3 separate regions of the Oryctolagus cuniculus genome follow, and regions 1 and 3 are each linked to region 2. The links are chromatin contacts, called in public Micro-C maps. All regions are on one chromosome and are shown on one strand. The core of a region is the stretch at or near the end of the contact, and the rest is flanking DNA. Distances in the headings are between cores, read along the strand shown. Region 1 overlaps PCCB (propionyl-CoA carboxylase subunit beta). Region 2 holds the start of STAG1 (STAG1 cohesin complex component). Region 3 holds the start of MSL2 (MSL complex subunit 2).

Region 1 (3,834 bases), core at 649-3,148, 420 kb after region 2:
ATGGCCACCACAGCTAAGGCTGGGTCAGGGAGAAGCCAGGAGCCAGAATTCCAGCCTGGTCTCCCACAGGTACTTGGGCCAGCACCTGCTTCCTCCCAGGCTCATCAGCAAGAAGCTGAATCAGAAGCACTGAGCAGCCAGGACCTAATCCAGGCACTCCACTATGGGGCCCAGGCATCCCAAGCAATGGCTTAACCCACTGGGCCCCAGTGCCCACCCCAGAACACAAGTACTCAGTCATCACAATCAGCCCTTTGGCTTAAATGTTCTCAGTCTCCTTTTGGTTGGATGAAGCTCATTCGTTAGTAGATACCTCAAGACAGACCTGGGAATACAAAATTCCCTCCAGTCTTTGAGATCTGAAACTAGTTGTCTATAGTCCTGAAAGACGCGGGCCAGCTGGGCCACACATAAAATCCTTGGTTGCAGACCACACTTGATCCTCTTCAATGGGCTTTTCTTGATGCCTCATTTTCTGTGTTTCTTCTAAAGACGCCTGATGACCTTGTGAGTTACTTGATCTTTTTACCTGCACATCCTGGATATTTCTGTGTCATTGAAAAACCTGATAGTTATATTTGGGTATCTTCTCAAGTTTGATCATTCTGGGTCACTTTTCCTGTGTGCTCATTATATAGACCTGGGTCTTACTTTATTTTGGAATGGTTTCTTGGATTACAGCTTTAAATATTAATTCCGCCTCAGTAATTTTTCTTTTTCTAACACTCCAATTATATACTTTTTAGTCTTCTTTGCCTCTCTCCCATTATACCTCACTCTTTTCTGATACTTGTTTTAACTAATCATTTTTATTAGATGTATTTTCATTTAATTTTTAGTCGGCAACTTAAAGTTGCATATACAAAAGATACAACATGGTGCTTGGGTGTCTGTGTGTAGTGTGCAATGATTCAATCTATTGAATATCCATTGTCTGAGGTTTTTTTTTTTTTTTTTTGAGGAGAACACAAAGTCTACTTTTACTTTCTCATGTTTTTTTATATTTAGATTATTTGTTTTTATTGACATAATAATTGTACATATTTATGGGGTTTCTCATAATATTTTTATTTTGGTTATTCCCCCACATCTCTTCAGTGCTCCTAATTAAGTTTTAACTCAAATACCTTATCCATTGCACACCTTATAATCATCATTTCTGATATGATCATCTCCCCTTTCATTTTCTTAATTCAGTCACCTCTCACTACTTCCTCCTGTCTTCTCTACATTCTGTCATTAGTCTGTGAATGTTTTTACTTTCGTAACCTGAGGCGAGGAGAGACCACCTGCTTCACAATGTACTTCTACACGGAAGGGCATTTCAGCCACTCAAATGTTTCATTCTCGATTTTTGTTCTCTTATTCTAGTAGCTGGATATAAATGAAAACTACTTGTATCTCTGCATTTTGTGGACGAGGTTGGCAGTTTCTGAGAGTGAACAAGATTCCTAGTTCAAGAGCACCCTCTTCTGTCAGTAGAGCAAAGTGCAGTTTGGTTAATGGCCGGATTTGGGGAGGGTGGTGGGGAAGGGGGGAGCCTGTTCCTCTCGCTGAGGAATGAGGAATCCCTGTCTGGGTTGTCTCCAGGAAGGAAATGGCCAAGTCATCTGATCAGAGCGGGAAATGGAGAATGAGGTTGGGGTGGAGTCCGGTTGTAGGAAAACTCAGAAAGAACAAAGTGCTTTGCCCGTAGGACAAAGAATTTACCAAATTCAACCGAAGCCCAGAGAGGCACACTGAGGGTCTGACTAGGGCAGGAATGGCGCTCTGGGGCTCTCCTCTGGCAGCCACAGGCCCCATGGGCAACATCTGCATGGATGGCTGAAGCCTTCGAACAGGGACAGGGCTTTGCAGGGATATTGGTGATAAAAATTTACGTGATGCACCTTTCGCCTTATTCACAAGCGCTTTTCTGGACCTAAAGAAAGACAATGGCCATCTACAGACCTCCGCAGTTTGCCTAATAGTGTCCAGGAACCTGCTGCACCACGAAATGAATTCAAATGGCTCCTATCCTATTGGATACCCATGTGTGTGTGCACATAAACACAAAAACACAAACACACACCCTGACCCCCTCACAAAATGCCCTGTGTCCTCTTCCTCCAGAAAGACAAAACGACCTCTGGGCTTAAAGCCCTCAACAGAGGAAGCCACCGAAGGTCACCCTGGCCTCACTCTAGACTCCCAGGACATGGTCCCTAATCTGTGGACCCCAGTGTCTTCTAGGGACCCCTAAGCTCTACTGGCCCACTGTCTCCTCCTCCGTCCAGCCCCTCAGTCCAGGTGAACCCTGAGCTCTTCCCAGAACACACTTCCTGGTGGCCTCTGGTCCTGTGTGCCCCCCCGTGTCCCACCTGTGTGGCCTGGCATCAGGACCTGGGGGCCCGTGAATGGCTGCACGAGGACAAACACGACAGGGAACTGTGGCACTTACGGAATGTACGATGTCCACCATGTCGTAGGCCTTGGTAGATTCCAAAGGGACAACTGTGTCAAGCTCAGGAACCAGGCGGTCACTTTAGGTAGAAAAGAGGCAGACGGAGTCAACAAGGGAAGAGCCAGTTACCTGCTGGGGGTGGGGGTGGGAACCGAAATGGCGGAGACTCATCTCATGGGAACTGGGAAAGTTGTGCACTGATGGATTTGCAAAGCACTCCTACCAGGGAATCATTCCTTTGTGACCACCGCATTAAGCTGCACCTGAGCCCGAGCCCAATCCCAATCCCAATCCCAAAGATTTCCAGTTTCCTTTGAAAGAAAAAGTGAGCTTGTTCTCTGGATTATCTTCACTGATTCTCTCTGACTACTTCCTACATTTTAGAGACTGTACGGGATGCTAAAGGACATTGTAATGAACAAGACATGGAGACATGGCCATGGATGATCCCAATCCAACTCCGTAAAACATGAAAAACTGGGGCCAGTGCTGTGGCATAGTAGGCTAAGTCTCTGCCTGTGGCACCAGCATCCCATTTGGGTACCAGTTTGAATCCTGACTGCTCCACTTCTGATGCAGCTCTCTGCAATGGCCTGGGAAAGCAACAGAGGATGGTCCAAGTCCTCGGGCCCCTGCACCCACGTGGGAGACAGGAAGAGGCTCCTGGCTACTGGCTTCAGATAGGCTCAGCTCCGGCCATTGTGGCTATTTCAGGAATGAACCAGCAGATGTAAGACTTTTCTCTCTGCCTCTCCCTCTCTCTCTGTAACTCCATCTCTCAAATAAATAAATAAAATTAAAAAAAAAAAAAAAAAAAAAACCATGGGCCGGCACCATGGCTCACTTAGCTAATTCTCCACTGCGGTGCCAGCACCCCAGGTTCTAGTCTCAGCTGGGGCGCCGGATTCTGTCCCAGTTGCTCCTCTTCCAGTCCAGCTCTCTGCTGTGGTCCGGGAGTGCAGTGGAGGATGGCCCAAGTACTTGGGTCCCTGCACCTGCATGGGAGACCGGGAGGAAGTACCTGGCTCCTGGCTTTGGATCAGCATAGTGTGCCCACCATGGTGACCATCTTGGGGTGAACCAACGGAAGGAAGACCTCTCTCTCTGTCTTTCTCTCACTGTCTATAACTCTTTCTGTCTCTCTCTCTCACTGTCTAACACTGCCTGGCAAAAAATTTTTTAAAAATAAATAAATAAATAAATAATAACAAAAAAACATGAAAAATTAATGAACAAGAACTCAAAAACGCCAAGTCAGAGCTCTGCAGAAACCGCTGGGCGTCCCCACCCCCTGCTGCGAGGCTGGCCTGCTGGAGCGCCTCTAAGGAGCAAAGCTGCAGCCCCGGGCGGAGTCACTGTGGGCCAGGCAGTGTGCACGGCCCCCAACACTC
Region 2 (4,098 bases), core at 1,590-4,089:
AAAATTACAATGCTTTAAAGAGAAATCAGGAAATTCAAGTAAGAGATGAATTCTCTTATAATTATTTATTTAAAAGGCAAAGGGACAGAGGTTGAGAGAGCTCTTCTGTGTCGCTCCCCGTCTTCGTGGAGGAACGACACAGGACCCTGCGCTGTTCTTTCGTCTGCTCGGCCCTCCCCGGGTTTGCTGCTGGTTCTTCCCGGGTTGGCTACCGTCCCTTCCACCTCCGTGGAAGGGCGGTTCCCCCTGCCACATTCCCCACTTCCGCGGGGGAGCGGCACACCGCCGGCCGGCTCTCTCGGGGGCTGCACAGGTGTTCCCCTTAGATGTTCCTGGTGCATGCCGTCTCTCTCCTCCTTTATAGTCCTCTTCCACCAATCCCAACTCTGCTACCCACACGCCGAGTACGCTGCTCTCCTCCAATCAGGAGCAGGTCCCACAGTTTATTGTTTGAACTGGAGGCAGCTGTGTAGAAGCTGTTTCCCTTCTCAGCGCCATATTGTGGGAAAGCAGATGCATAGAATAAGTCTTAATTCCAGTAACTTAGTCTAGTCCGAGTTGCTCCCAGTTGCTCCCCACACTTCTGTTTGCTGGTTCACTCCCCAAATGTCTGCAACAGCTGGGTCTGAGCTGGGTCTGGGCCAGGCCCAAGCCAGGAGCCAAGAACTCAAAGTCTGTCTCCCATGTGGGTGGCAGGAACCCACATTAGCAGGAAGCTGGAGCAGCAACAAAGACTTGAGCACAGGGTATCTGATACAGCATTCAGCTGTTCTAAGTGGCATTTTAACCACTGTGTCAGATGCCCACCCCTGAATTATTTTAAATACTGAGTTTAAGCTGGAGGTTTGTGGAAGAAGCTGAACATGAGGAACCTTAGTTATGGAAGGTATCTGCGACAGCAATTTTGGGAGACTTTGTAAGAGAAAGAAATGTAGCCGAGAAGACCAGAGAGCCAGGGGTTGAACTATGGAATGGAAGGAAGAGAAGCTAGCAAAGGAATCAGACCAATGGACCCAGTAGCTATAGATTCAGGTAACTGTCTCAAGAGAAACATTTTCTCAAAGGGAAAAATTTCCAGGCTTCAAGGCAGGGGTGGAGATTGGTGGAGGCCGTGATTACTTCTCTTGAGAAACGTGACAGTGACGGGAAGGGTGACAGTATAGCAGCTGGAGGGACTGATAACAGAGTGCCTTTTTTTTTTTTTTTTTTTTTTTAAGAAAATAAACTGAAAATAGGAAGAAGCCAGTGGACGGGATAGGAAAGTAGTGGTGGGATGCAGTCCAGGAGCGGTTTGCTTGGGAGAAGAGGGAAGGGGGATGGGCTCATTTGGTGATAACTTTTGAGATCATGTTCATAGTGTAATATGGAGAGAATGTAAAACCACAATTGGAGTCTCACAGCGTTGAGTCCAGGAACCTAGATGAAGTCATTGATTAGTATGGATTGGGACTGGTACGTTTAATAATGAAGAAAACTAGAAACAGTCTATGTGGAAAATATATTAGGGCCGGCGCTGTGGCTCAGTAGGATAATCCTCCGTCTTGCGGCGCCGGCACACCGGGTTCTAGTCCCGGTTGGGGCACCGGATTCTGTCCCGGTTGCCCCTCTTCCAGGCCAGCTCTCTGCTGTGGCCCGGGAGTGCAGTGGAGGATGGCCCAAGTGCTTGGGCCCTGCACCCCATGGGAGACCAGGATAAGTACCTGGCTCCTGGCTTCGGATCAGCATGGTGCGCCGGCCGCAGCGCGCCGGCCACGGCGGCCATTGGAGGGTGAACCAACGGCAAAGGAAGACCTTTCTCTCTGTCTCTCTGTCCACTCTGCCTGTCAAAAAAAAAAAAAAATATATATATATATTAGGAAGTCCATCACAGTTTGAAAATATCTATACATCCATCTAGCCCTCAATTCTGACCCAGTCTGGTTGATTGTGACTACCTCCAGTGAAAAGCCAAACAACTTGCGACCCCTGGGAGAGAAACAAGAAATACCCTCAGGGGTAACCTGTTCAGGTAATACTGACATAAAGGTGGTCATGGCAATAGAGTTACACATGGGACTGACAACCCAGGAAAGTAAGGATTCACTTTTGCAGGAAAGAGTTAGGAGCAGGTGTATGGCAGGGGTCCCTGTCTCAAGAGGAAGAAGAGTGGGGAAGAGGTGAGATTCTACAGAACAGTTTGGTCATGTTAGTAATTATTTCCCTTTCGGAGCCACTGAGCGTTGTCCAAAGGCTGTGGGAGGAGAAGCCAAATTCCAAGCTGAGTCTGTATTTTCCCTTCTCACTAACTAGCCAATGCTGCCGCCTTATGCAAAGCCGCCACCACGGAGCCGAGCTGCTTTACAGTGGCAGCACGACGCCAATCGGCCTGCAGCAGGCAGTGCTCAGTCTCGATCCGCGACGAGGGAAGTCCCCAGCGGCTCCCGAGACCTTTCCACTCTAGCGCGGGAAAAGCACCTCGTCAACAAGAAACTGCCCGTACAATGCCAGCCGCCGAGGCCCTAGTTAAACGCGGGAGACACTCCCGCCCGCTTCGCAGCTCGCCTCGTGGGCGGGGGGCGGGGGCAGCAGCAGGGCGGGGCCGGAGGACAGCGTCCGCGGCGCGACCTGGGGCGGGGGCCGGCGACGGATGGGGGTGTTGCTTGGTGAAGGCATCAGGGGGCGGGCTCTTTCCCAGGTGTCCGACAGGCTCCAAAAATGGCGGGCGACCGCTCGGAGCCGCTAACGCGCAGGCGCGCCGTGGCCGTCCTTCCGCCCGCCTTGGGCAGCCCTCGAATCGACCACAGCGCCCTCATCCAGGGGCATCCGCTGCTCGCCATTGGCTGAGCCAGGCGAGCGCTCCGTGCGGGGGCGGAGCCGCCACGCAGCGGCCACGTTTCCCGCCCCGCTGGCGCGCGTGCGCGCAATCCCCACAGGAAAGCGTTCGAGCGCGCCCCCGCCGCGGCCCCCAGCTCGCGCCTCAGCTCCCTCCCTTTTCCGGGCAGGCCCGTCCCGTCAGCGAGGCAGTGAGCACCGCGGCCAGCAGAGGGCGGTCCGGACCCAAGTCTGCAGCGGCGCCATTGGCGTGTGGAAAATGCCACCAGATGGCGGGTTAGGATTGCAGCTCCGTTGAAGGCGCGGCCCCCGCTCCCGAACCCCCGGCGACCACCCCGTAACAACCCCCCCACATCGGGAATAACACACCGGAGACTTTTGGGGGGAAACTAGGTCGACGGCCGGCGGCGCCCGGATGGGCAGCTGAGGTGAGTGCGGGCGGCGGCGACGGCGGCGGGGGGCGGGAAAGAGGGGGAATGCGGCGGCAGCGGCGCGGGGGCTGGAAGCGCCGATCCAAGATGGAGGCCGGCGAGAGCCAGAGAGCGCGAGCGGGGCGCGGGCGGGCCGGGCGCGGGCCCCGCGCGGGGGAGGGAGGCCGCGCGGGGCCTGTTGCGGGGCCCGGCGGCCGCGGGCCGTCCGAGAACGCGGGGAGGCGGCCGTGGGTGCGGCGGGCACCCCGGTCCGCTCCCCACCCCTCCCGCGGGCCCCGAAAACCGTGCCCCCGCCCGCCGGGGCACTACGGCGACAGGCGCGGAAGCCTTTGTGGCGCGCTCGGGCCCGCCGCCAAGCCCGCCCTCCGCTCCCCCCCGCCCGGGCTCTCGGGACTCGCCCGCGCCCGGCGGGGCCGGGCCGAGGCGGGCTGGCACGAACGCCTTCCGCCGCCCGGCGCCCTGCGTTTCTGCGGTGTTGTAGCGGCGGCGGCGTCACATGACAGCGAGCGAGCCTCCGCGGAGGGGCCTGGGGGGTCGCTCGGTGTTGGTGGCTGGCCCGGGCCTCTTGGTGGTGGGGTGGGGCAGGGGGGCCACCGGCCGGAGCAGACGGGCGTCGGAGCCGGGCTTTCCCGCTATCTGCCTTCCCCGCCCCCGACGGGGGCCTCCCGGAGAAACGTGTCCAGGCCCGAGCTCTGCCCCGCTAGTTTGCCAGTCCCCGGGGAGACGAGGCCAATAAAAGTTGTTTTCCCTCCTTTACTCGGGGTGGGGGCGGGGTGAAGAGCGGGGAAACTGGAGTGCCTGGAGTTGGACCCGAGCCTCGTTCGGAAGGCCTTCGTTGGGTGTTTCTTGTGTGCTC
Region 3 (4,018 bases), core at 1,330-3,829, 510 kb after region 2:
TTATCTTAGGTTGCTAGTTCAAGGGATTTGAGTTGTATGTGACTTTTTCCCCTAAACATTTGCTCCAAGCACTTTATTTTGTATAAACAATTCATTTGTTTTCTTTTTAGTCAAGGCTCAAGCGAGGCAATAATTATCAGAGGAGAATATACTTGCCTTTAATATCATAATCTAACACCAGTTAATCAATTTCAGAAGATAAAAAATAACTGGTTTAAATCCTTCTCCTTCACCCCCCATGAATAGAATTAATCATAATTTTGGGTGTCCACATTTCAAGAGATATTTTAAGAAGCCATTTATGAGAAAATCAGCAAGGTTAATGCCTTACAAATAATCACTTGCTGAGGGTGATTGCTAATTTATGATGTTTGAATGAAAAACAGTGCTGATTATTTTACTCTGTGATGCTGTTGGGGTGTAGACCAACTTGTGTATTGTGAGAGATGACCTTAGAGTTTAGTATAAAAATAGAATCCTGTCACAGTTTTATTTAAAAGTGAGATTTCTTATCCAAAGAATATTGGCTGATGTTTTACTTATTTATTTGAGACAGAGAATCAGCTCCCCCCTACTGTTTCAGTCCCTCACTCACTCCCTGCCTGCAACCCAGGGTCACAGGAGCCAGAACCCAATCTGGGTCTCCCACCGTGGTGGCAGGAACCTCATCTACTGAGTCACCACAGCTGCCTCCTGGGTTTGCATTAGCAGGAAGCTGGAGTTAGCAGCATACGTGGGAATCAAACTCAGGTATTCCGATGTGGCATGTGGCTAAGGGCCCACTCTCCAGGTGGAGTGTTTAAAAATGCCCAAGGAGGAGCCAGGGTTGTTGCCTACTGGGTTAAACTGCCACCAGCCACACCGACGCATGATGTCAGAATAGAGTTCTACTTTTTTTTTTTTTTTTGACAGGCAGAGTGGACAGTAAGAGAGAGACAGAGAAAGGTCTTCCTTTTTTTTCTGTTGGTTCACTCCCAATGGCCGCTGCGTGAATGGCTGCCGCGGCCAGCGCACCACGCTGATCCGAAGGCAGGAGCCAGGTGCCTCTCCTGGTCTCCCATGTGGGTGCAGGGCCCAAGCACTTGGGTCATCCTCCACTGCACTCCTGGGCCACAGTAGAGAGCTGGACTGGAAGAGGAGTGACCGGGACTAGAACCCAGAGTGCCGGCACCACAGGCGGAGGATTAGCCTATTGAGCTGCGGCACCGGCCCTAAAGTTCTACTTTCCATCTACCTCCCTGCTAATGTGCCTGGGAAACCAGCGGAGGATGGCCCTTGTGCTTGGGCCCCTGCACATAGAAGACCTGGAAGAAGCTCCTGGCTCCTGGCTTGGGCCTGGCCCAGTTCTAGCCATTTGGGAAAAGAACCAGTGAATGGGAAGATCTCTCTCTCTCTCTCCCTGTAACTCTGCCTTGCAAATAAGTAAATCTTAAAACAAATATATACCCACACAAAGACACAAATACCCAGTGCCTCAGTTCAATGCTTGCTCCTGGTCCTGACTCCACCTTATTGCTGGTGCAGACCCTTGGAGGTAGCAATGATAGTTCAGGTAATTAGGTTCCTGCCACTCCCTTGGGAGACCTGGAATGTGTTCCTGGTTCCCAGTTTTGGGGGGTCCTGCCTGGGGCCACTGCTAGCATTTGTGGAGTGAACCGGAGGATGGGAGTTTTTTCAGCACCTAGAGAGAGACTTTTAGAATACTTGTTATTTTCCAAACACAAATCTACCAAATACCTATCTCATACCTTTGATTATTCTGCCTTGCTGATAAAATTAGGAAGTTAGATTCTTACAGCTTAATTTTTTAAATGTTGATAATATGCCGGGTCCAAAAAACCTGCCTTCAAATGGTAATAAAAATTATATATCAAAGAGGTTTTATGTGTTCCTTGACAGCTTAACTATTCATGTCTACGCTAAGTGGCAAGCCCCTAAAATTAACATGTACATTTACATGTGCCACGTATATGCAGAGCATGTGCCACGAGAGATTGACACACATCAGTTCCGCTTTGCAAACACGTGGAGAGCATCCGCTATGTGCAATAAATTATGTTGAAGAGTTTTGGTGTCCAGGGATACGAAATGGTCTGTTTCTGTTTGTGCAGTCACAAAAGATTCTGTATTCTGAAGCGGGGGCGGGGGTGGGGGAGAGGACAGAATCATCAGTTAAATTACTTTTATTTATATCCCTGGTCTTCTACAGAAACATAAGTTTGTTTTATTAAAGTCCAGAATTCCAAGGACTTGGGCTCCTGTGAAAGGAAGACTATGCATTCTTATATTCGTTCATAGCGAAGAGCTAGGTCTCTCAAGAGCTAAAAAAAAAACCCAAAACACAGGATTTTGTGTCTGAGGCGGACCCTTTCCGCACGAGTTCGCGGCGGGCCCGGCCGACGCCCCTGGAACTCTCGTCAGACCCCCGGGAGCAGAGGCCGCGGAGGGGCCGCCGAGGGGCGGAGACGCCGCCCGCTGGGCGCGCAGCCACGTTGACGGCCGCCCGGCCGGCCCGGGGAGGGCCCGGCGGCCGAGGCAGCGCCCTTCGGGGTCGGGACGCGCGGTCCCGCGAGCCAGGCCGCGGAGGCGGGGCCTGGGGCCGGGCGCGGCTGTTTCCTCACGCCGCGGTCAGTCAGGACGCGGGCGGGCCGCGCGGGGGCCGGTGCGGAGCGCCACATGGCGCGCCCCAAGCTGGCCTCAGCGTCGGCGGGCGCCGAGGCAGTGGCATGCGGGAAGCCCGCAGCCCACGCTGGGGGCAAGGACGGGTAGCTAGCGAAGACTTCACCACAGCCCACAGGCCCGGGAGAGGGAATTTGAGAGCACATGGGGGAGGGGCGGCGAGAGCGGGCGGCTCGCCGAGAGCGAGTTCCGCTCCGAGCGCCGTAAGTGCACAGCCAGGCATGCGCAGTGCGTCCGGGTGGGTTGGCAGCGGGGAGGGGCCGGCGTGCGCGGGCTAATGTGTTTATCCGGTTTTCTGGGTGGGCGGTCAAAGCGCACGCGTAAGGGCCAAAGGCGGCGGAGCCGGGTGGCAGAGTGCGCATGTGCCGAGCGAGCCGGTAGCGCTGAGAGGGTGTGGAGGGGGCTCTCGGAGAAGCAGGGGAAAAGGGAAGGGAAGGGAAAGGAAAGGGCGGGGGGAGGGGAGAGAGGGCGCTCTGCGCATGCGTGCGAGCGCTAGCGACGACGGCGGCGGGGGAGTCTCGGGGATGACAGTGGCTTTGCCCGTTGGGGTAACGGTCGTCGTCTCCGGCAGGGCCTGAGGCGCCGCACGGCCCGCGGGATCCATTCAGGCCGCAGCAGTCTGGGCCCTGCCGAGTTAGCGTGGCGCGCGGAGCCGGGTGAGGGCGGCGAGGCACGGGGAGGGGCCTGCGGCGGGGCCTTGCTGTGCGCTGGGCGGCGGCGGGGCCTGGCGCTGCGAGCGCTCGCCCGGGCGGGCGGCGGCGGCGGAGGCCCGTCGCGCTTTGGCGGAGGAGTTGTCTCTGCGCGGGCGGCAAAGATGGCCGGGCTGTGAGGGGGCGGCGCTTGCGCCTGGTGACCCCGGAGTGTGCGACTGAGGAGCTCGGGGCGCCGCGGCGGCCCGGCCGGGCCTGCTCCCCGCCCCCTCCCGCCCGCCGGCGGCGGCGGCGGCCCGCGCACTTCCTCCCCGGCCCTCCCCGCTCGGGTGGGGGAACTCTGCCCGCCCGCCTCGCCACTTCAGGGAACCGCGGACTGCAGCCTTCGGGGCGGAGAGCCAGCGCGCAGCCTGGGCCCCGAGTCCGATATGGAGAGAGCGGCGGGGGCCGCCGCCGGCCGCAGCAGCACCCTCGGCCGCCGCCGCGGCTTCCTGCACTAGATCCGGGAGGCCGACGCCCGAGCCCCGCGCGCGTCCCTGTCGCCGCCGCTGCCGCCTCCGCGCCGGGCGCTGTGATGGAGTAGGGGGGCTCGCAGCCGGCGAGAAGCGTGCAGCCTCCCGGACCGGGCCCGGGCCTGCTCCCGCGCACGCCAGCTCCACCGCGTCCGGACATGCAGCTCGCGCCAAGGC

Evidence for each region. A called contact is a pair of places that touch in the nucleus more often than the background predicts.
Region 1: a Micro-C map of ear pinna shows a contact between it and region 2, with 10 times the contacts expected there. The contact joins the enhancer-like site here to the promoter of STAG1 in region 2. A contact is called at or near these places in 2 of 6 Hi-C or Micro-C datasets (ear pinna and an unstated tissue).
Region 3: a contact with region 2 is called in a Micro-C map of ear pinna, with 9 times the contacts expected there. The contact joins the promoter of MSL2 here to the promoter of STAG1 in region 2. A contact is called at or near these places in 3 of 6 Hi-C or Micro-C datasets (ear pinna, psoas muscle and an unstated tissue).

The regions. Positions count from the first base shown.
Region 1 is chr4:145,293,238-145,297,071 of mOryCun1.1, forward strand. It overlaps PCCB (propionyl-CoA carboxylase subunit beta), which reads right to left. Exons shown (of 15, transcript XM_051859006.2): 9 at 2,441-2,522. Among named protein-coding and RNA genes, the nearest start is that of PCCB, 38 kb to the right of the region's middle. Within about 2 kb of position 1,899, at least 2 of the 8 cell types and tissues checked have an H3K27ac peak or open chromatin away from gene starts, as enhancers often do.
Region 2 is chr4:144,871,140-144,875,237 of mOryCun1.1, forward strand. STAG1 (STAG1 cohesin complex component) reads left to right here and starts at 2,840. Exons shown (of 35, transcript XM_070072781.1): 1 at 2,840-3,239.
Region 3 is chr4:145,377,172-145,381,189 of mOryCun1.1, forward strand. MSL2 (MSL complex subunit 2) reads left to right here and starts at 2,580. Exons shown (of 4, transcript XM_070072787.1): 1 at 2,580-2,882.